Linked DNA regions of Hordeum vulgare: region 1 is linked to region 2. Evidence: chromatin contacts called from public Hi-C data. All regions are on one chromosome and are shown on one strand. Each heading gives the region's core, a stretch centred on a gene start, on an enhancer-like site or on the middle of the called end of the contact. The rest is flanking DNA. Distances are from core to core; before and after follow the strand shown.

Region 1 (7,501 bases), core at 3,642-6,141, 210 kb before region 2:
CGACATCCATCGACTCCTTCAGGTTGTCATCGCCCATGGGTTCATCTTCACTCAAGGTTGAGAGCTTTGAACAATCAATTGGTTTGCACAGCCCAAAATCCGACAACTTCATGTGACCATTCTTGTCTAGAAGCAGATTATCAGGCTTGATATCTCTGCATATAATAGCAAACCAAATATATATATATATCAGAAAGATGGTAGAGTTAGACTAAATTAGATGCATTTAAAATCAAATATTTGTAACCTGTGGATATAGTTGTGCTTATGAATGGACTCAATAGCAAGGATGGTCTCAGCAATGTAGAATCGAGCCACGGGTTCAATTAAGGTATCTTCCCTCATGAGAAGGGTCATGATATCACCACCAGGGAGGTACTCCATAATAAGGTAAAGATACTCCGTATCTTGGAAAGAATAGTATAGCTTCACAGTGCAGTGACTAGCAACTTCAGCCATCAAGTTTCTTTCTGCTCTAACATGCTCCACCTAACAGACATGTTATAGAACTTGTAAATCCAACAAAATGTACAGATATTTTGAAGATATCATCACATGGCCATGACAAAGAAACTAAGACGAGAGAAAAATGAGTGGAACGTTTGTGGGCTTCGCACAAACAAAGTCAGGGATAGAACAAAACAGGATTATCATATACACTAGCCTTTGGTTTCTAGCAAGTTCAAGTTCGAATTCCTCAGAGACTAAAAAAAAGGCTAGCCATTTAGCTGGCCTTCTTTCAGAAACTCAAAAGAAGGCCAGCTAAATGGTAAATACACATGCTCCTACACATGAATACATACAAATATGTACTAGTATGCATTGCAAATTCGGTTTTGTACTTCTGTTTTCTTTTCGAGATAACAGTGACAAAAGCTGCAGTGAAAAGCAAATGTATGATATGGAAAAGAAATCCACACTGCACTGCATATTTTGAGGGGGGGGGGGGGGGGGGGGGGGGAGACAATCCTTGCAGAAGTGTCACATAGAGTCTTAGATGCAACAAGAGTTTGAAGAAAATTTTGACAGGATAGCAAAGCGCCATGGTAAATATTAATACTTACAACCATCTAAGCACATTCAACATAAAAAATGGTCGATAGAATGAATAACTACGAAGCAGAAAGCATGAAATATCCAGAAATAGGAGATATCTTACTTGACCCCTGATAACCATATCAGACTTCTTCAGTTTTTTCATTGCATATATGTTGCCAGAGGTCTTCTCCCGGCACAGTCGAACCTATTATAATAATAAATTATAAACAGCGAGAAGAAGGTCAGTGAAGGATTTAAAGTAACAACAAATGAGTTTATGCTCCAACAAACAGTTGTCACTTCCCCTAGTTTGAATCTTTTAGGACATACAGAATTACTTGAAGGTAAATACATCACCAACAACAACCAACTTATAGTACCATGGTCCAAGCTATGCCGTGTTCTTTGGCAAAAACACATGTGTCATTTAGCAGTGACACCGCAGATGGAGGTGTGTGTGTGCAGAAAAACAGAAACTAAATGCGCAAGAGCGAACCTCTCCAAAAGCGCCTCTCCCAATAATGGTGAGCAGCTCAAAGTCATCCACGCAGATTTTGTGCCTTTTAAGTCTCATGTACTCAGTTTCCTTTCTCTCCAGGTCTTTAATTAAATTGATTTGCTGCTCCCTGGGAACTTCAGAAGTAGCTAGCTGCCGCTCCAGTCTAAAACGCCTGCAATACATCGGATTGTGTTGTGAGATGCCAGGAACAGACAAAAATCAAACAAATTTACCATCTGGGGAGGGGCATATCTGCTTAAAATGGAATTGTAATGCCAAAAGATGAGCAAGGTGGCTAATCAATATGACAGAAGTGACACACCAGTACAAAACTTTCACAGTTGAAATTTATGCAGGTAAACTTCAAATATATAAAATTGATTGATGTCCCAACAAATGCAATCCCTAGCTTGAGTTAATACAAGACCAAAAAACCATGTGTGCATTAATAAATATTTAACACATAACAGGACCACAAATGAAAACAAAAGCCCTGTTACATATATGGCCTGAAGTTAATGCACTGCATTAAAGAAAGTACTATATGACATCAACTACTTCTGCATTGTGCTTCATCATGTTGTTTTACTGCCAATATATATGGAAACAAGGCTGTTTGACCTTTATAAAATAATGTATGCTAAAACAGAGAATCATATTGTTGTTTTCACACCACCAGTTTTGTAGATTTATCCTGCAAGAAAATCTTTAAAACAGCAACTCTAAATCCCGTGATCCAACTAAGCAGGGCAGTAGTCGGTACTATGAACTTAGCTCAACAGTTAGCAGCACGAAAATAAAACATAACTACGCCGTGTCAGCAATTTGACCAACAGCATGGTGCACTGAGCAGAAATAAAGCATTCCAAACACCTAACAGAATCAAATGGTGTCCACACCCAAAACATGTCTGATAAAAGAGAAACGGGTTTTGATCCTAGGCTCCTAGCTCTAACAAATGCATACTAAACTGAAATGGTTATTATGTACATACCTGACTCCGAGCAATCTAAATTAGTACTAGCATAATCAATACATCGCATGTATACACTATGTCATCGACTACGTGTCCACCGCCTATTCATTTCAGGATCGTACGAATCTGTAACACTACATTGACGGTTCAAAACCCTCACGTAATATACCCTAATTAAAGGTAGCCATTTGTCGGCTTGTAAACTAAAACCAACGTACTATACCATCTAATTATACACACAAGAACAAAATACCACATAAGACAAATACCGACGCAATCTCAAAACATGCACGATAGCATGCCATCAATGCATCATGATCAGAGAACCATCACGACAGTAACATTCCAAACCCACAGCTAGTACGGTGAGCTCAGCTTAACGGCTTTTCATGGCAAAAATATAACAGTGCAATAACTGCTACATACCCCATGATTGGAACCATTCTTACTTGGCGCATTGAGCAGAATCTGAGAATTTGAAGCACATACAGAATGAAGTGCTGCTCACCCCAACTTATCCACCGGAGCTAAATCCGGCTACTGCAACCCCAAACTGTGTACTAATTCCAGGATCTCATTGTCTTAAAATAATAATTCGAAAATCTAAAGCAACATCTGATGTCATACCACACTAGAATTCCTCAACACCATGGCTGGTGATTACATACCCACTGTGTGCCATTGCATTAAAAAAGGTATATGACATCAACTTCTTTCATCTAATGTTCTGCATTGTGTTTCATCACATTGTTTTACTTCCAACATATTTGACCTCTGCAAAACAATGTATGCTGACGCAGAAAAATCATGTTGTGTTCCCTCAGGTCAATTTTGTACATTTATCCTGCAAGAAAATCTTTACAACAGCAAGACACAAAATTTCATAACCCAACTAAGCAGGGAGTAGTCACTACTATGAAGTTAGCTCAACGGTTTGCAGCATAAAAACAGAACATAACTACTCCGTGTCAGCAATTTGACCAACAGCATGGTGCACTGAGCAGAGACGAAGCATTCCAAACAACTAGCAGAATCAAATGTTGTCCACACCTAAAACATGTCTGATAAAAGGGAAACAGGGTTCTTTGATTCTAGCTCTAACAAACACATACTAAACTGAAATGGTTATTATGTACACATCTGGCTCCAAGCTAAATTCGTACTAGCATAATTATATGACATGCATACGCTATGCCATGGACCACGTGTCCACCACCCATTCATAAAAGGATCACATGAATCTGTAACAGTACATTGATGGTACAAAACCGTCACATAATAAAGGGAACCATTTGTTGGCTTGTAAACTAAAAGCCGACTTACTATACACTCTAATTATACACGCAATAACAAAATATCACATAGGACAAAAATACCGATGCAACCTTAAAACATACACGGTAGTAGCATCCATGCATCATCATCCGAGAACCATCACAACAGTAACATTCCAAACCCGCTATCCAACTAAGCAAGGCAGTAGCTATTACGAGGAGCTCGGCTTAACGGCTTTTCTCGTGCCAAAAATGGAACAATACAATAACTGCTCCATACCCAGTGATTGAACCATTTTTACTTGAGTTTTACTTGGTGCATTGAGCAGAATCTGATGATTCCAAGCACCTACAGAATCAAGTGCTGCCCATCCCAACTTACCAATCAGAGCTAAATCAGGCCACTCGGGCCCCAAATTGCGTGACAAGCTCGACTAATTCGAGAATCTCATTGTCTAAAAATAAACAACTCGAGAATCTAAAGCAAAATCTGAGGTCAAACTACGCTAGGAATCCTCCAGACCATGGCCGGTACAGCTACCGCCGCGCGCGCCCCGCTTCCCCGCAGGCACCCACCCCAAGAATTGACCCCGAATCTAGCAGCTACAAGCCCCCAGCTCCAGAACCCCGAGCTCGAACCGCTCCCAACCGAGCTCGAACCCCCTCGATCGAGCTCCGGGGCGCGAGATCTGCCCGAGGCGGGCGCAGCGGCAGCAACTAAAACCGGGGGCGGGAAGGCGGAGGGCGGGATCCGATCGGTACCTCTCCTTGCGCTCCTGGATGTTCTTCATGTGGGAGCGGTAGTGGTTCTCGATGAACTTCTTGGCGGCGGCGACGCGCTCCATGGTGAGGGTGGAGGCCTCCCCCTCCCCCTCGCCCTCCTCCGCCACGGCGGCGAGCGGCTCAGCGACGGCCGCCGCCGGGGGCGCGTCCGACATCTCGCTCTCCATCCCGCGAAGAAGACCAACCTCCCCGCTGGCCGCTGGCTGCTGGCCCGTCCCCTGCGTGCCTACACCTCTCGCTGTCTCGCTCTCCGGGGGCCCTTTTGCTGCCCTTTCCTGCCCCTCGGTCTCTCTCGGGTCGGCGTCCTCCGTCTGTCGCTGTGCGCGCCGGGGTATATATACGGCCGTCCACCGCGCCGGCTGATTGAGCAGCGGGACGGGAGGTTAACGGGGCGGGTTTGGTGTCATGGCGGAGGCTTAACTCCGTTGCACGGACAGCTGCGCACGGGAACAGCTCGGGCTTTTTTTTTTTTTTTTCCTCTCCCTTCCTTTTCCTTTCTTTTGCCACATTTGAATTTTGCCTCCGCTTGTTAGTTAGTGACACGTTTGAGTTTGATAGCCTGCACCACCCCAAACAGGCTCACTGAGTGCAAGAAAAACCCGTCTGATGGCATACATGAAGGCCTAAACCGCATGTGCACGTACCACAAAGTAGTCCGGAGCCTAACTCGCTAGAGTGAGAGGTTGAGTCGAGCACAATAAGGCGCATCGTACGCGCCGGTGGTGAAGGGAAAATCGACACGGAGATGGCGGGAGACGAAAGTCGGCCGACGCGAGATGGCCCAAAATGTAGCATCACCACCCCCACTCCCATCACACAGTAGTTTACTCACTCGCCTCTAGCGCTAACAAACCGAGACACGGTTCTTGCATTGGTTGGCGACGGGGCTCGGATATGCGGAAGCGGCGCGGCGACTTTAGTCTCCGTCTGCAGGACCTGTTTCTCCCCTTCATCTCCGTCTCCGTCTCGTTCTCCTCGTCTGCGTCATGGGCGGTTCGCTGGTTTCCAAGGGGCTAAGCAACATACAACCCTCCTCCTCTTTTATGTTGTTAAGTACAGTATATGGTCGATTTCATAATTGCTCATCGCACCATCATATCGCCATTAGGTTATGGATTAACATATGAAGCTGGTTGTTCACACGATACCACTCATAGTTGTGATTCAAGCCTAAATAATGCTAGTTCGCAATTGAGTTGTTCGTCGAAGTGATAAGCATGCCCTTCTTTACGGTCCAAGGTTTATCTGAGATAAGGAGAGGATGATGAATTTAAACTACATCTACGATTGTAATGACGTAGAGGCTATATGAACGCTTCGAATGTGAAGAGCACTTTTTACCAATCTTGTGGAGAATTTTAGGAGCATGTTGTTGCTAGAAGATAGCATCCACATATTTGTGGAAGAGCAAGTATGGAAGTGCAATCATGCCCTTGCATCATTTTTTTATGTTGATGACAATGTACATATAGGGACTAATTATGTTTGTTAAGTAAATCCTAGATTTTAGTCACCTTGAGACCATGTTTGCGTGGATCATATACAAATGAAATGGATATGATTCAAGAAGGAAGAAACAAAGGATTTATGAGTTTCATTCTCCGTTTATTCTTGAGTATATGGATCCCACACTATTAAGAGGGGATCAATAGAGTTAGTGAAAGATTTGCTCATGACATCATGGTTCCCAAATATTTCTCTCTATCCACCCCACCAAATATTCCTTCTTATTCTACAAAAAGATTGACATACTCCAAATTCAATCCCAATTCTCGATGCTCCAAATTCCCTCTCTCATGGCCGGATGTCTTGGCCCTAGCTAGAAATCCGGCCAAAGGCATCTAGAAGCAAACTGTTTTTAGCCAGTTGGTCGGATGTCCGGCCACCAGCCGGATGTCCGGACCCCCTCCCGAAATTCTGGCATAGGGGGGCCAGTAGGCATGCTCATTCTTGGTCGGATGTCTGACGCCTTGTATCGCCCCTGATGCCTGGGCCCCTCCAGAAAATCCGGAGTCGATGATCTAGTGAGGTGCGCTTCTTGGCAGGTTGTTGGCCATATGTTTGGCCCTCGACCGAATATATGGTCCCCATGGTATGGCTAGATGTCCGGGCATCCCCGAATATTTGGGCTCTATATTTTACACTTCAAGTACTTGTTGTCTTGTGGTTGTCTCGTCAACTTCCAGATGTCCGTCCCGACTTTGCCTCTTACACAAAAACGGCTAGTTTTCTTGAGTATATATGCCCCTCTACCCATCTGATAGAGGGTTCGCCATTCACTTCGAATTAAACCTAGAACACATACTACTCTCTCACACACACATCCTCATACACCAAATCCTAGATCCCCGAGGGATTTGTGAGAGTTCTTGAGAGTTTCTCTGATGAAGTGATAAACCCACTCCTTCCACTTCTCTTGACCAAAGGAGTTTGTGATTTGAGCAAGTCTTGAGGTTTTCCCCTTCGTTCTCCGTAATCTTGGAGGTTGGAGACTCATGGGTGGTGGGATTTCTTCACAGAGGAATCGTTCATTGTGATTACCACCGAAAAGTTTGTGAAGATTTGGAGAACACCTCAAGGTCTACCACTAGTGGTTGAGAAAGCATTTGTGGTGTTGTCTCAAGAGGAGAATACAATGAGCCTTTGTGGAGTTGGTGTGCCTTCCTCGTAACATCCGACCCTCCAGCGCTGACTAGCTTCCCTCCAATGAAGTGAACATTGGCATGCATCCTCGTCTCCCAGTGTTGCGGTTATCCCTAAACCTAACTCCCCACTTGTGGTTATTTGTCTCGTAGTCTTCACTTTGTTTATATTGCGCTTGCCTACCTTACTACTTGATGTGGTTGCATATATTGATTAGCACTAGAACCACCTTTTAAATTGTTAGGATCACTTCCATATTCCGGATTATTGTCAAAAAATGGTAAGTAA
Region 2 (7,911 bases), core at 4,615-7,114:
GAGCGCACGAAGAGCAAAAGAAAGCTTAGCTTGTGATTGTCTTGGTCATTATGTGTTTATTGGAAATTATTCATCCGCTCAGCCCGTCATGTGAGCTTTTGCATATTGTTTATCCGAGCTCCATTTGGAAATTGTTTATGTACTCAGCTCATCATGTGAGCTTGTAATCTTTTGTGTTGTTTATGTGATGTATCATGTATGTATGTCTCCTGGAGATACTTTATATGAAACTAGATGATTACGGTAGTTGAGGATGTTACTTGATGAATTATGTGCATATGTTGAAGATTTTATACTCATGTTGTCATGGTACTACATGAAATGTGTGCATAGATGAATATATAAATTGTTTACAGGGGACATGACATCAAACACAGGAGAGGTTATGCCCAATTTTTTAAACTAAAATCCAACGATTTAGCTCTATTTTTATAATATAATTTGTTCACATACTGCACTAGGGGTAAAATGGTCTTTCCAAGTCTGACTTAACACCGTTCATGGTTAAAATTGAAAGAAGTGTCGGGAACAAATTGAAGTTTGAGTGCCAAAAAGGAAAGCAAATTTTAAGGAAGGGCTAAATAAGAAATTCTCTCTGAAGTTAGTGACGTTTGGAATGACTTTGGCAATTTTTCATACTTAGAGAGAACTTATGCAAATTTGGAGCGGATTTGGGAATAGCAATGATAGTTTGGTGGACTTGAAGAAAACATGGCAGATTTGACACAGGGATGACAACATATCAAAGCGACATCACAATGATCAAGAAGGTGTAGCCCAGGACTCATCATAGATTCATTTGTTAGCCTGTGACAACGCACGGGCATTCAACTGGTAGTATTAAATAAGGAATCATTTCCTACTTCAATGGAGAACTCGCCGTTCCGGGCCAGGCTAAGATGCCGGGCCACCTTTACACATGGGCCTCATCCACACCCAGCCCAACCGACGTTTCCTCCCAGCGCACCGTCAACTCAGTCACTTTCGTTCCCCTTTATCCAAGCAAGTCAACTCAGTCACTTTCTCCCAAAACCGTCTCGAATCTCCATTAACGCGAAGGTTAATCGAGCGGAGGAGCAGGATGGACAGCCCCCTCCCGCAGCCGCGCAGGGCCGCCGTCCTGATCGCCGCCTGCGCGCTGATCCTCCTCGCCACGGCCCTCCTCCTCCCGCGCGCTCCCCTCGCCCCGCCGCTGACCCCGGCCATCCGCCTCGACCCGCGGGTCGTGCGCAGGAGCGGCAACGAGGTGCTGTGGCAGCTGCCACCGGGCCCGCCGCGCGCCGCCGTGTTCGTCGCTCCCGGATGCACCATCCGCGCCACCGACTTCTTCGACGCCTCCCCTGGCTGCCCGCGCTGCGCGGGGCTCCCCGAGGAGCGCCGGTTCACGCGCGAGGCGCTCCGCCGAGGCTACGCCGTCCTCGCCGTGTCCAGCCGCGCCGAGTGCTGGTCCCTCGACGCCGCCTCCGGCGACGGCAGTGAGCTCGCCGCCGTCGGCTCCATCATCGAATGGTGGGCCAAGGAGGAGCACCCCGAGCTAAGCGGCCTCCCGCTCGTCGGCATCGGCGCGTCCTCGGGCGGGTACTTCGTCTCCGCGCTGGCGGCGAGGGTCAGGTTCAGCAGCGTGGCCATCATGATTGCCGAGGGCGTGTTTGCCGCCATGGAGGAAATCCCGCCCGGCTACCCGCCGGCGCTGTTCGTGCACATGCCCAAGGACGCCGAGAGGGCGCAGATGGTGGCGGCAAGCATAGACAGGCTCAAGTCAAAGCACGTTGATGTGCGGGAGATCCAGTGCAACGCATTTGCCGTGAGTGCCGAATTCTTGGCAGCGAGGATCCCGGGGTTGACCCCGACCGTCGCCGATGGCCTTGTGGACATGCTTCGCCAGAAGTCGTTCTTGGATGAGAAGGGCTTTCTGAAGAACGATGGAAGGAGCACACCTTGGAAGGCCGCGGCGGAGGAAGCGAAGGTCTTGCCGGAGGGGTTCCGGCTAGAGAGGCATGTGACGGAGGAGTTGAATATTGCATATGCATACCATGAATTTACCAGCCTGGAGAATGGAGAGATCTTCAAATGGTTCGATTCCCATATGGATCACAAGATTTGAAGGCGCGCCATTTCTAGATGGCCAGCTTGATGTCGGATTCATGGAGTATTGCTGGTTTTGAGAGGATGCACCATTATGATTCATCGGAGGTGGAAAGAAAGCAGTATATTCTCTAAGGTTTATCCTCAAAGCTTGTAGTTTAACATACCCACTTATGGAATACGGTTTCTCATAGGGTCATGTTTTCCTTTGCCATTGTGTTTACTGCCTTATTCGTGTCACAAGCAAATGGGTGAACTGCCCTCGTTGTTGTTACTGTTGTAACTCATCCCACAGAAATGCGTTAACGCTGTAGTAAACGATAGTATAACTTTTGATAAATTTATCCTCTCTGAACAAGTCCGTTTTTGTGCAGCCAAATTTTTCCAACTCCACCTGTATATCTTGTCATAGTGGCAGGTTCTGACTAACTGACAGTATATCTCTTATGTGTTGAGTAGGATAACATTTCTGTTGTAAGAATATAACTAAAACATAACCATGCTTAATCAGTAGGGATGCAGGTGGACATGCCCGTCGTGTCCGTATCTTTCCGTGCCGGACCAAGATGTACTAATCTCTGCTGCTGTAATTTTCATGCTAATGCTAAAATGATCAACACGGACTAGGCGGACACATCCGCCTGCATTCCTATCAGCCAATCACTAGAAAAATTGATAGTCAATTTTGTTACGTCTATTTGGTGATCATTGCAGTTTTTTCATATCTAGGTACTCCGTTACTTGCAATATTCCGGTGTGTAAGTGGATAGTGTCAATTCATTGATAAATAATCAATCAACAGTTGAGCGCAGAGCACGTACATCTGCAAAAAAGTGTTTGAAATCACTTGTCAATTGCTATATGCAATTATGCATCTACAATAATAAACAGTAAACATGAATGCTACTACTAAATTCGTCCATTTAACTCGACATTCAGATATTATTGGTTACCTCTCACCCAACCTTACCTTTACTCAAGTAGCGTTCTTTGTTTCCCCCAGAAGCTCTTGGTTTTGTTCCATTTCATTTTACACACCTTTTATCATATTTATTGTTACTTATTTGTCCTTATGTACGATTCCGTGTGTACTGGAATGGTGATAGAGGATGTGGATTGAGCTATTTGAGAGCAACTCCTCTTGGGTAGTCTTTGCCCCTACAGTTGTTACAAGTGTTTGCATTGAAAGGTGCTTCGGTGAAAGAGGAGAAACTGATCATCCTTCTGTTCAACACGAGGGCTACTCTTTTGCAGGGAAATCGGCTCTGTAACACTGAAAATGTGTCAATCAGAAAAATATCCCGGTGTGAGGATGATTGGTGACGCAATGGTACTTCTTTGTTAACATTCATAATCATTTACTGTTTGCTAAAATTCGGACAGGTGCAGATTACTTCTTTTCCTATTAAAACGGCCATGATACTGTCGAGTTACTGACACAGTAAATGTTCTATGTTTAGAATCAACAGGTTAAATCCTGTGAAGCAGAATAAGAAGAGCTGAAGTTTTCTCTCCAGGAGGTAATTTTGTCAGAAATAGTAGTTCTCAACTGTGATTAACATGACGTTGCTGATTGCACAATATTCTTACTTCGTTATGCTTGGCATTCAACAATACTGAATCAGGCATGATGCACATAGCACATCCATTGCAGAACTTAGAGCTCATAAGTCAAAATTAAAGGAAAACACCAAAATATAGACTGACCTCAAGTGAGGTTTGAATAAATTTTCTTCCAGAGTAAATTAACATTTAGCTTTTACTTGACATCTAAATTGACTCTTTTGGAGAAGTACTGAAGGGAAAGCTTCGACTCATCTTGAAAGTTCTTGGATTTATTTGGTATCAAACACCAATCCCTTGTTTTGTGTGAAGTTTTGTTGTAACGTCTAGTTGTCCGATGAGTTATCCAAATTTCTGAATGATCACACTTGTTTCTCTGACCATCGGCAACATGTGCCTTTGTCATAGGATTTTTGGGGTTCAAGAGCAAGATTGAAAGGTTGAACTATGAAATTTAGGATATCAACGGAAAAGATGGTCTTATTACAGGTTTTTCTGGGATTCAAAAACAAGGTTTGTAGGTATTTAACTATGCAGTCTAAGAATAACCAACTTTGTGGCATTTGTTAGACCGCTTTGTCAATTTGTGAAACCTTTGCTAGGCATGTTTGGCCATTCCAATGCAGTTTTTTCATGCCATAGTTTCTTGCTATGTAGTGTAGCGCACCTGTCCTGGACACAATGTTTTGCCAAAACTTGCCTATGGTGTGGCAAACAGTTTGCTAGCAACATAAAGTATTAGCTTGACACTTTGCCACAAGGGCAAGGCCACAAGTAGGTGTGGTGAGACGGTGATATTTCGTATACAAAAGAACATGCTCTAAACAGCTAACATTTATAAACTTCTTGTGTTGTAAACTGAGTAGCACTAGTCTGGTGTTTGATTTATTATTGCTCTTTTGTGGTGTTTGGAGTACATAGTTTTTTCTGTCTGTTATTAATCCAGTATAGTAACATTGATATCAAGCAATGGAAAAAGATGGATTTATTACACTCAGAATATATTAGATAGTGATATACATGATAAATCAAAAAAAAATACGATAAATATATCAAGCCACAAGATAGCATCAATCAAGAAAAATGCGTGGTAGGAAGAAATTTAGCCAAGAAACACCCATGACTAAAACTAGTAGTGGGATTCATTTGCCTTCTTGAAGACCCCAGCTTGGGCAGAAGCAGCACTATCAGAGGTCGCGGCCACGACGATGCAGTCCTTCACCTGCTGGGTTGTAAATGGGAACTTGTTGTTCACAATGGAGTTGAGGTATGCAGCTGCCCCCTCGCGTATCAGGGCGCCAATACCATCAGTTCTAGTGTTTGAGAGTGCATCATGCATATTTCCTAGCTTCTTGCCACCTATCATACTGCATGCAGCACCAAATGTCTTGCCGATGTTGCCAAGGGACCCAATAGCTGCAATTATAGCGTCTGGGTGATTCTTCCAGAAGCTGCATTTTAAGCAAAAGAAAACCATTTAAGAAACGTTGTTTTGTGATGTTTGATATTTCTGCTGTTTACTAATTCTAGCTCTTACTCGCAGGATCCAATGAATCCATGCTTCTTTGGACTTGCAGGGACTTCATGGGAAGGTGTACTTGGGGTGCTCGGTGTAGTGCCGTAAGATGGCGTCGGTGTAGTGCCATAAGATGGCGTCGGTGTAGTGCCGTAAGATGGCGTCGGCGTTGGTGTAGTACCGTAAGTTGGTGTCGGTGTCGGGTTGTAGCCTCCTCCTGACCCATGCGAGGGAGTTGGTGAGCCCCCATCTGGTAAGGTATACAGAATTGCAACTATTAGTACTCTGAAATCTATTGCAGCTATTGCCATTCTGTGATATGGCCTGATGTGTTCCGATGGCCATGGAAATTTGGTGCAACTAAGATAGCATGCGAACGAGTTATCAACAGGTGCAACTAGATAGCATGAATTCATTTCATATTTTGCATTAGCTAGGTAGATGTGGTATGCAGCGATCTGCTTATCCACGGACCATGGATCACTGTAGTGGATGCAGTGCGGTGCTATTGTATGAAGTAGTAATAAACACAGTTCTGCACAGAAGGGATGGGGTTAAAACATACAGTGGGGCGTAGAAGAAGAGTAGGTCTTCTGCTCATGCAACTCTCCCAGGCTCCTGCAGGAGCTCAGTGAAACAAGCCCCACCAAGACAGCACTCATCAGAAGAACCTTGCCACCCATCTTGCTCTCAGTATGTGCAGAGTAGACAACAGAATAAGCAACTGAACTGAACTGATGGAGATGCTTGGGTTGATGAACTGAAGGGTCTCCGGATGCCTATATATACATGAGTGGCACTCTACAGTTGCGATGATTCCATTGCATTTGCAGGCATGGACCTGTATATGTTCATCACACTGTTAGTAGTTGGCTGTCAATTAATGCCTTCGATTCGTCCAGCTAGACAGGCATGACGGTGATCTGCTTGCCATCTCTGAAGTTTTGCATGACCAAGCTCCCACGGTGAGTATTTTAGAGCCTGTTTTAACCCAATTCTTCGTCTGGATTTCTGGCTAGCTGCCTCATATTGTTGGTAGATGGTTGGGAACACTGGAGCTTTGCGTAAGGCCGTCGCATTAATATCCTCACTGTGTTTTGGACAGGCTTCTTTCCACTCGGAATGGAATACTTTCCGGTCCCTGAAGATTTAATTGTGATCGGTGCTTGCCAACTACTCGGTGTACTTAAACTATGCATCGAGCTGGATTTGATGCTCTGACTTGGGAAATCCAATGGAAACATGGTGGGGTATGTTTTCTTGCTTCTACTAGAATGTGGAGGCCCTGGATGATCCCAATCCGTTTCACTCTTACATCTGTTTGTATTACTGAAGCTGTCTTTTGGTCCAACTGGAATGTGGTGTGGAGGATTCGGCCTGCTTTAGATAAATGTGAAAAAGTAAGTTTTGCTTATTACCAGACTTGTGCTACAAGGGTTTTGAGTAAATTGCAGAAACCATCGATATTGAAGGCTAGGTATGTAGACATGATTTGGAGTGTAGATTCATTCATTTTGCTCCGTATGTAGTCGTTAGTGAAATCTCTAGAAAGACTTATATTTAGGAACGGAGGGGTGTAAGTCTTTATGGAGATTTCATTATGGATTACGAGGGTGTTTGGTTGGGCTGTGGGTTGTGGAAAAGCTGCTGTGAGCTATGGGTTGTGGAAAAGCTGCTGTGAGCTATGGGTTGTGGAAAAGCTGCTGTGAGCAGTGTTGTCGTTTGATAAATTGGCTGTCTGAGCTGTGGCTTTTGAGTAAATGTTTGGAATACCCCTAAGATGCTGAGACGGTATATATGTCCTGATATCATGGTAATAATCTGTTTTTTGACACGTTTCATTTATTTTTAGTTGATGTATGTATTTTGGAGGTAATTAAAATGTGATAATTGCTAACATTGTTCATATATAACATTAGTTGTTCATACATCATAATGAACATTGTTCGTACATCACTGTTCACATATTTATACCAAATTATACTTCCTATTTCCTACATCTACACCAAAAGACATTACCTGTTCATACATCAATATCTATACCAAAAGACATCACTGGCTCTCCCATAAGATAGTATCCTCGTGTCGCGGCAAACAAAGAGTCAACAATGTTATCACGAACATCATTCATGTTTATCGCATCAAGTAAAGATGAGGCGCTATCGCCTTGTAGTGGTACAGTTTGTCGCAAAACATGTGGCATGTAGTCCTTATCCGCGTCACACTTATCGAACTCTTTGTCACGTAACTTGGTGTTCTGAGTATAATTGTGAAGCGCCATACAAGCAACAATAATCTTCTTTTGTCTTTTAGGCTTGAATTTTGGCACCTTTTTTAAGATGCACCACTTTTCCTTGAGCACACCAAATGTGCGTTCAACCGCATTGCGAAGTGAAGAGTGAGCATGATTGTATACCTCATACTTCCCCGTCTGTTCTCTCCGCCTATTGCGAAACTCCGGTATACGATAGGTTTGGCCTTTCTATGGAGCAAGGTACCCACTTCGGTTTGGATAGCCCGAATCGACAAGGTAGTATTTGCCTAAAAATTATAACAAAGTTAGCATTACAAAAACAAAATTTGAAACTAAATTGCTTTGAATATGAGTATTGTTTGGTAGTACCATGTGGAGGAACATGGAACTTATGTGCATACTTCTTCAGGGTATGATTCAAAATCCTTGTGTCATGTGTCGAGTCCAGCCACCCAACGACGACGAAAGTAAACCTCATTCATACATATGAACG

What was found. A called contact is a pair of places that touch in the nucleus more often than the background predicts.
Region 1: a Hi-C map of leaf shows a contact between it and region 2, with 8 times the contacts expected there. The contact joins the promoter of LOC123442923 here to the promoter of LOC123442919 in region 2. A contact is called at or near these places in 5 of 6 Hi-C or Micro-C datasets (leaf, seedling and an unstated tissue) and 1 of 1 datasets of contacts at active chromatin or transcription factors (embryo).

Annotation. Positions count from the first base shown.
Region 1 is chr3H:50,073,321-50,080,821 of MorexV3_pseudomolecules_assembly, reverse strand. It overlaps LOC123442923 (serine/threonine-protein kinase tricornered-like), which reads right to left and starts at 4,891. Exons shown (of 13, transcript XM_045119105.1): 1 at 4,550-4,891; 2 at 1,535-1,709; 3 at 1,160-1,243; 4 at 248-489; 5 at 1-155. The coding sequence starts at 4,737.
Region 2 is chr3H:49,864,413-49,872,323 of MorexV3_pseudomolecules_assembly, reverse strand. It overlaps LOC123442919 (protodermal factor 1-like), which reads right to left and starts at 5,864. Exons shown (of 3, transcript XM_045119103.1): 1 at 5,730-5,864; 2 at 5,186-5,414; 3 at 4,619-5,099. The coding sequence starts at 5,847. The coding sequence ends at 4,778. LOC123442920 (a long non-coding RNA gene) reads left to right here and starts at 6,038. Exons shown (of 2, transcript XR_006630541.1): 1 at 6,038-6,129; 2 at 6,270-7,090. LOC123442921 reads left to right here and starts at 1,031. Exons shown (of 1, transcript XM_045119104.1): 1 at 1,031-2,425. The coding sequence starts at 1,082. The coding sequence ends at 2,104.